Linked DNA regions of Gossypium arboreum: region 2 is linked to region 1. A link is a contact called in public Hi-C data. All regions are on one chromosome and are shown on one strand. The core of a region is the stretch at or near the end of the contact, and the rest is flanking DNA. Distances in the headings are between cores, read along the strand shown. Region 1 holds the start of LOC108485904 (transcription factor bHLH112-like). Region 2 holds the start of LOC108486677 (pentatricopeptide repeat-containing protein At1g55890, mitochondrial-like).

Region 1 (3,336 bases), core at 19-2,518:
GGGTGTGTTGTTGGAGAAGCGCAAGCTACTAGGTTGCTGCTTTGGCCATGAAGATTTTTCAGACGATATATAGTTGATTGACCGGTTGTTGAAAAGTGATTGTTGTTCTGAAGTTTGAGGATCGGATTGAAACAAACTATGTAACAGTGTTGATGGGTAACCGTACGATGATGAAGCCATTGGGAACCCAGCTGGCAAGCCCTGGCATGTTGGTGTACTATTACCGGAGCTGGTTACTGAATTCAATGAAATATCTTGATCGATAGGCTCGACAACAGGGATGGAAGAATCTTTCCCAGGACTTGAATGGCTCTTTGGGCTCCAGTAGTTATGGATTTGAACTGAACTCATGCCTGTTTCTTGCCGATAGTTCAACCTTGAATCTATATCTTCTTGAAGAATCGAATTATAAAACTCAGTTCTCCCATTACTCCGACTGCAACAATCATGGATATATATATAAATATAAATATAAATATAAAACAGTAAGTATATATTCAGTACTTGTAGAGAATTTTAGTCTAATAATTAAGTGTTCAATTGATTGCTAATATTGACTTCCTTTTCCAAACCTAAGGAACCAAAAAAAGTCTAAAATATTCTTCTTTTTTGAACTTGTGGTTGAAGCTTTGGGTTATAAGGTCGTCCTTGTATATGAACTTTGAAACTTCAACCATAAAAATTCATACTCAATCATACTAAAGAAAATGAATACTAAAACCAGTTATTAGTATAACACATAATCAAACTTACAGCAAAGACAAGTTCCAGTCCGAAGTTGTCGAAGATGGAAGGCCAAAACCCATCATTTGTAAAGTGGAATCAATCAAAAGACTGCTGCTAGTGCCACCACTATCTGAATCAGTTTGATGATGAAGATGACCTTGGAAAACTGTGGAGCTAACACCAGAAACTGGGTTTTTAGTCGACTCTTCATAATACCTTGTTCTTGCCCTAATATCCACCATATCAGTGTCATAACCAAAGTTTCCCATGTCGACAACCCCCGTAGAAGGCGGCAGAGAACACCCTGTTAACATGGGTTTCGTCGAATTCCACCACGTCCCTCTACAAATCCCAGCATGAAATTCTTCTGCCATACCCACAAACCTTTTTTTAAGATCTTTCTTTGTTTCTCGTGTTAGAAGATGAGAGCTCTCTCCTTCGGAGTTAAAACAAGTCAATTTATATATGAAAGGGTTCCATGCGGATTTCTGCTAAATGAATTGTCAATTTTTGGTTGACATTTCAAAGGATGATTGGACAAATGAGTGAAAGCATTTTTTTTTGAGTATTTTTATTAATTAATTTAAATATATATAACTTTGTTCTCTATTTGTACTTTCCTTGGAACAAGTTGTAATTGTTTTGTTTTATTTGCTTTCAAAATATTTTTTTTTGCTGAGTTTTGGTTGTATTGATAAAGGTGAAATATTAAGCTGTAAATTACAATAACGTTAGTGGGTATTCCTTAATTAAAACTTTACAATTTCATTACTCACTGTAACATTTCAAATTTTTTTAATACTCTTTTATAATTTTTTTTACGAAATAGTTTTGGATATCAAAATCTATAAATTAAATTTCGGATAGTTTATATTAATCATTAAATCAATTTAAGTTTAATCTATATTTTTCTACTTATTGCTAAATACTATCATCAAATTGTAATTTAGAACTCATTATCAGAACTTAAAAGAAATACATAACAGTTTAATAATTTAAATAAAAACTTTTGAATAATTCAATGAACAAATTGTAATATTTTATTTAAATAATCAAAATAAAAATTTACCTATAGTAAGATGGTAAGTAAGTGGAATGTAGAGCGGATATGAAAAATTGAGAAAAGAAATATGCGTGTGGACGGTGTTAAAAGTTCTTTTAGGTTAAATTATTATATTTTTAATGATTAATTTTTACGGTAATGATTCAAAAGCTATATAATCTTTATAATTATACTTGAACTTAAGAAAAGAAATTCGTTTTTCCTTATGAATAAAGGGACGTTGGCCCTATGATGACCAAGGTGATGCTAGATCCGAATGCCACGTCAGTGTCTTGGCCCAAATATTTGTTTAATCAGACGGTTGATATACAACCGGTTGAATATAACAGTGAAAAAGAAATTCTTAGGATAATTTGAAATAAATTTATGGACCATTGTAACTTGACGGTCCCAAACATATGCATGATTGTTTTAGGGAAATGAGGATAATTTTGTGGCAGTTGCGGTGGCGCGTGGCTTTCACTTTCATGCAAGTGGAAAATAGTACTTTCAATATTGAATTTAATTTGATCTATACACTTATTTTATACACTTATTTTAGAACCCCTTTTATGGGCATTTATGATGTATTTAGTTTTTTTTTTGTCTCACACTACAGTATCTAATTTTACCATCACCTCTATTTTTACACTAACTATAGATAAACACACCACACATTCAAAAATACTCTTAATATCTAAGATTTAATTGTTTTAGGCTCCGTTTGTTTCACTGAAAATAACTTCTAGAAAATGATTTCTAGAAAATGATTTATTTTTCTGAAAAAGCTAATATTTTTTTTGTATTTAGATGAATCATGTAAAATATTTTCATTGTTTGGTAGATTTTTTAAAAATATTTTATAAAAGTTGTTTTCAATTAAACAAATATACATTTGAGATTTTCTTATTTTTATTGTTTAATTGAATTTATTTTTATCTATCATTTTATATTTTATATTGTTTTTTCATATATTAAAAATATTATGTTAAATTCAGATTTATTACAACGTCATTTTTAATTACATGACTATTAAGTGAGTATTTTTATTTTAAAATGTGACATCAATAAAATTGAAAAAAAATTAACGATGTCAATAATTGGACTTGATTTTCAAATTTGAAAAGTAAAGGACTAAATTCTTGAAAATAAAAGTACAAAGACTAAATTACAAATTTGTGATATGTATATAGACTTATGACAAATTTTAACCTTTATACTACAAAACATTTATTATTAATATATTTATAAATATAATAAATATTTATTATTAAAATATTCATATTAAATATTTTCAATAATATGTGAATAATATTGTTTAAAATTATTATTTTAAAATTTATTATTAAAATAAAATTGAAATATTAAAATTAATTAATTATATTAATAATTTATTATATTACTAAATATAAATAATTAAATATGTATGTTTAATAATATTGAAAATATAATATTTTAAATATTTTAAAAATAAAATAAAATTTATTATCAATATAATAATATTAAGCTTGGTTTAAGTTAATTTTATAAAAAATAAAATTATCTATAGATAAGCTCTTTTCATTACT
Region 2 (3,712 bases), core at 238-2,737, 300 kb after region 1:
CATAGTAAATAATAGCACAAATACGTTCACTCATCTTCAATTTCTTTTCTTCTTAACCTCTCTAATTTTTTTTGTTGTAAGTTATGCAACCTGAGAATAAAATTTGGCTCATTTATAGCCTCATTTTTCTACGAACTACTGTAGCAAAAGAGTGTCCATGTGGGAGCTTTTTTCTAAAATTTTGCTGACAATGTATCCTGCTTGAAGCATTTTCGACACTATTTGTTCAGAAACGTTTACTCAGAATTATTTTTCTACGAACTACTGTAGTAAAAGAGCGTCCACGTGGAACCTTTTTCCAGAAATTTTGTTGACAGTGCATCCTTTCGACACTATTTGTTCAGAAACGTCTACTCAGAATTATTTTTCTACGAACTACTGTAGCAAAAGAGCGTCCATGTGGGAGCTTTTTCCAGAAATTTTGCTAACAGTGCACTTAAAGCTTTTTTCGACACTATTTGTTCAGAAACGTATAATCAGAATTATTCTTGTAGAAACCCTAAACCTTAAACCCTAAGACAAAAAAATTTATATTGCTTATATGTTTTTCTAATACCCTAAACATAAATTTATTTAAAAAACCTAAACCCTAATTTAATGAATTAACCCTAATACCTTAAACTCTAATTTAATATTTAGTATTTAAAATTAATAGTTAATTTAATGAATTAACCCTAAAATCCTAAATCCTAATTCAATTATTTTTTCTCGAAACCTTGAACTTAGCATAGCGCCAGTATGTATATATGCTGCAATCATGTTATCTTTGAGAATTTTTTTTTCGTGTTATCTTTGAGAATTTTTTTTTTGTGTATGTATATTGAAAATTAATAATTAAAAAAAAACAGAAATGAGCTTGTTACAAAGTAAAAGAAACATCTAAGCCATTGATAAGGGAAAAAACCTAAACACTGAAGTAATCGAATTACCAACTTATTATTTACACGTTAAGAGTTATTTAAGGGTTTTTAATAAAATATTATAAGAAATAAAATATTAAAATAATATGTTTAAACTATTATGTATCAATTAACCCTAAACCCTAAATCAATCCCTAATTTAATCAATTAACCTTAATACCCTAAACTCTAATTTAATATTTAATATTTAAATTAATAGTTGATTTATACCCCAATTCAATTAATTTTTCCTAAAATCCTAAATCCTAAAACCCTAAAAAACCATAACTTAAAAAACCTAACTCTAAATTCTAAAAAACCCTAACCTTAAATTAATTAAATAATAAAAAATCATAACCTTAAAAAACAGGCAAAATACTTTTCTAAGGGAGCGTTTTGTTGACACGTACCCTAAAAACGCACTTATGTAGATGCGTTTTTGTGAAAAATGGCCTAATCCGATAAATAAACCAATAAACGGCTCATTTCCGTAATTAAATTTTTTAAAGGGCCTTTTTAGATAAAATGGCTGCTTGACTAAGTGTTTTTTTTTTATTTTTAAAAAAAACTAAAAGGAAAACCAACAATAAAACCGAAGCTTCTTACGCTAAAACCCTCATTCTACACTCGTACAGCTACACGCGTCCTTAAACCCCTAAAAATGTCATCTCTAACTCGCGTCCTCCGCCGCACCTTCTCCACAACCCCAAACCCACAGCCCGACTCCGTTCGGAAATTCTCGGAGGATCTCTACAAAGAGCGGGACCTCAAGCGTCTCGTTGAAAAATTCAAGAAATCTTGCGAGTACAGCCGCTTCCGCAGACGAAGCGGCATCTATGAAGATATTGTTCGTCGCCTTGCTTCAGCTGGGCGCTTCCAATGGATCGAAGAAGTCCTGGAAGATCAAAAGAAATACCAAGATATTTCCAAAGAAGGCTTTGCTGCTAGATTAATCCATTTGTACGGTAAATCGGGCATGTTTGAGCAAGCTTACAAGGTGTTTGATGAAATGCCGAATAGAGGATTGCTGTCTTTCAATGCTCTTATGGGAGCTTGCGTGAATGCCAAAAAGTTTGATAAGGTTAATGGGTTTTTCAAGGAGCTGCCGGAAAAGTTGTCAGTTGAGCCAGATTTGGTTTCTTATAATACGGTTATAAAGGCTTTCTGTGAGATGGGTTCTTTAGATTCTGCTGGATTGATGCTTGATGAGATGGAGAAGAAGGGTGTGCAGCCGGATGTGATTACTTTTAACACGCTTTTATACGAGTTTTTTAAGAATGGAAGGTTTGATGATGGGGAGAAGATATGGGGTAAAATGGTGGAGAAAAATGTGGAGCCTGATATTAGGAGTTATAATGCTAAGTTGCTTGGATTTTCAACTGAAAAGAAAATGAAAGAGGCAGTTAACTTGGTTGAAGAAATGAGGAGTAAAGGACTTAAGCTTGATGTGTTTACCTTCAATTATATGATTAGAGGATTTGTTAATGAGGGAAAATTGGAAGAAGCTAAAGAGTGGTATAATCAGATAGGGAAAAATGAATGTGCACCAGATAAGCTGACTTTTACGATGTTAGTTCCATTCCTTTGTGAGAAGGGTGATTTGAGTTTTGCCATTGAGCTGTGCAAGGAGATTTTTGGTAGGAAGAAATTGGTTGATGCTGCATTGTTACAGCGAGTGGTGGATGAATTGGTCAAAGCCTCCAACATTGAAGATGCAAAGGAACTCGTGAAGCTTGCTAAGACGAATAATTTCTGTCGTTATAAGATGAAAATGCCTGCAGAGTAGTGCCATGGTTTTACCATAGCTATTTTATCTTTCATTTTAGTTAATCTAGTCTGAACGAGTATCTAAAAGCAAGTGGTTTTTTTTTACCTCTTGCAGCCAACTACTTTCATGTTAGTGGCGGAGGTAATATTGATCTGTTTTCTACTCAGTGGTTTTCTGCAGCTTTAGCTTTTGGTATCGAACCTCAAAGTTACATGATGAATTGAATTTTGGAACTGAAACTTTGATAATCATCTTTGTTTTGCAGTTGGTATTTTATATTAGCTCTGTTTTGGGATCAAAATGAATTGTATGATTTTGGGATGCGCCTGTTCTCTCTACTTGAACTGCAACACTTCAACTGTGAGTGATATTTGGTGGTTCTTCTTCTGTGCCTATGAACTGATGAGTTAAGGAATGATAACTTGTTTACAAATTAAGCTTGGAGGATCATTTTCTTACGAACTTTTGTGAACTTTAATGGAATCTAAGGGGAAACAGTTCAGTCTAAACATTCCGACTGCAAGGAAGCTAGGCAAAAAGTGTGCCTTGTTTACCAACAAAGCTTAAATTGATTGGTTATTAGTTTAAACAAGTTTCAATTTCGTTAAGTGGTAAAGGTTCCTTCAGATAGCATAGAAATGAAAGTGTGTCTACAAACGATGAACAAAGCTATCTTACATCAAAATACAATTAAGCATTCTCTTAGCCCAGTTTGGCAAGAACATCATTCAGACTAGATATGGTCTGAGCGTAAGATTTCTCTGCTTCAGGGGTGCTTTTGATCTTGGCTGCATGGTCAAGCTGTAAGAAAAACCAAAAGGAAAAAATATATCATAAATTCATGATAATTTACCATGTTAAATGATGCTAGCAATTATGCAGGTAAACCTAAAGCAAAACTTCAAAAACATACATCATCGATGGTACTGAAGAGCTTCTTGGTGAGGTCCTTGAGAGTTTTCTTCTCATCTTTGGACTTGGCAGCAATGACGGTGTTGAGGTCATAGCGGAGATACTCGGCCTTGAGACGGAGATCATTCATGAC

The links. Hi-C and Micro-C count contacts between places; a contact is called where the count stands out from the background.
Region 2: a contact with region 1 is called in a Hi-C map of leaf, with 4 times the contacts expected there. The contact joins the promoter of LOC108486677 here to the promoter of LOC108485904 in region 1. A contact is called at or near these places in 2 of 5 Hi-C or Micro-C datasets (both in leaf).

The regions. Positions count from the first base shown.
Region 1 is chr6:56,172,479-56,175,814 of ASM2569848v2, forward strand. LOC108485904 (transcription factor bHLH112-like) reads right to left here and starts at 1,269. Exons shown (of 7, transcript XM_017789748.2): 1 at 754-1,269; 2 at 1-436. The coding sequence starts at 1,100.
Region 2 is chr6:56,475,545-56,479,256 of ASM2569848v2, forward strand. It overlaps LOC108486677 (pentatricopeptide repeat-containing protein At1g55890, mitochondrial-like), which reads left to right and starts at 1,488. Exons shown (of 2, transcript XM_017790852.2): 1 at 1,488-3,027; 2 at 3,550-3,712. The coding sequence starts at 1,561. The coding sequence ends at 2,685. It overlaps LOC108486678 (oxygen-evolving enhancer protein 3, chloroplastic-like), which reads right to left. Exons shown (of 3, transcript XM_017790853.2): 2 at 3,581-3,712; 3 at 3,267-3,468. The coding sequence ends at 3,370.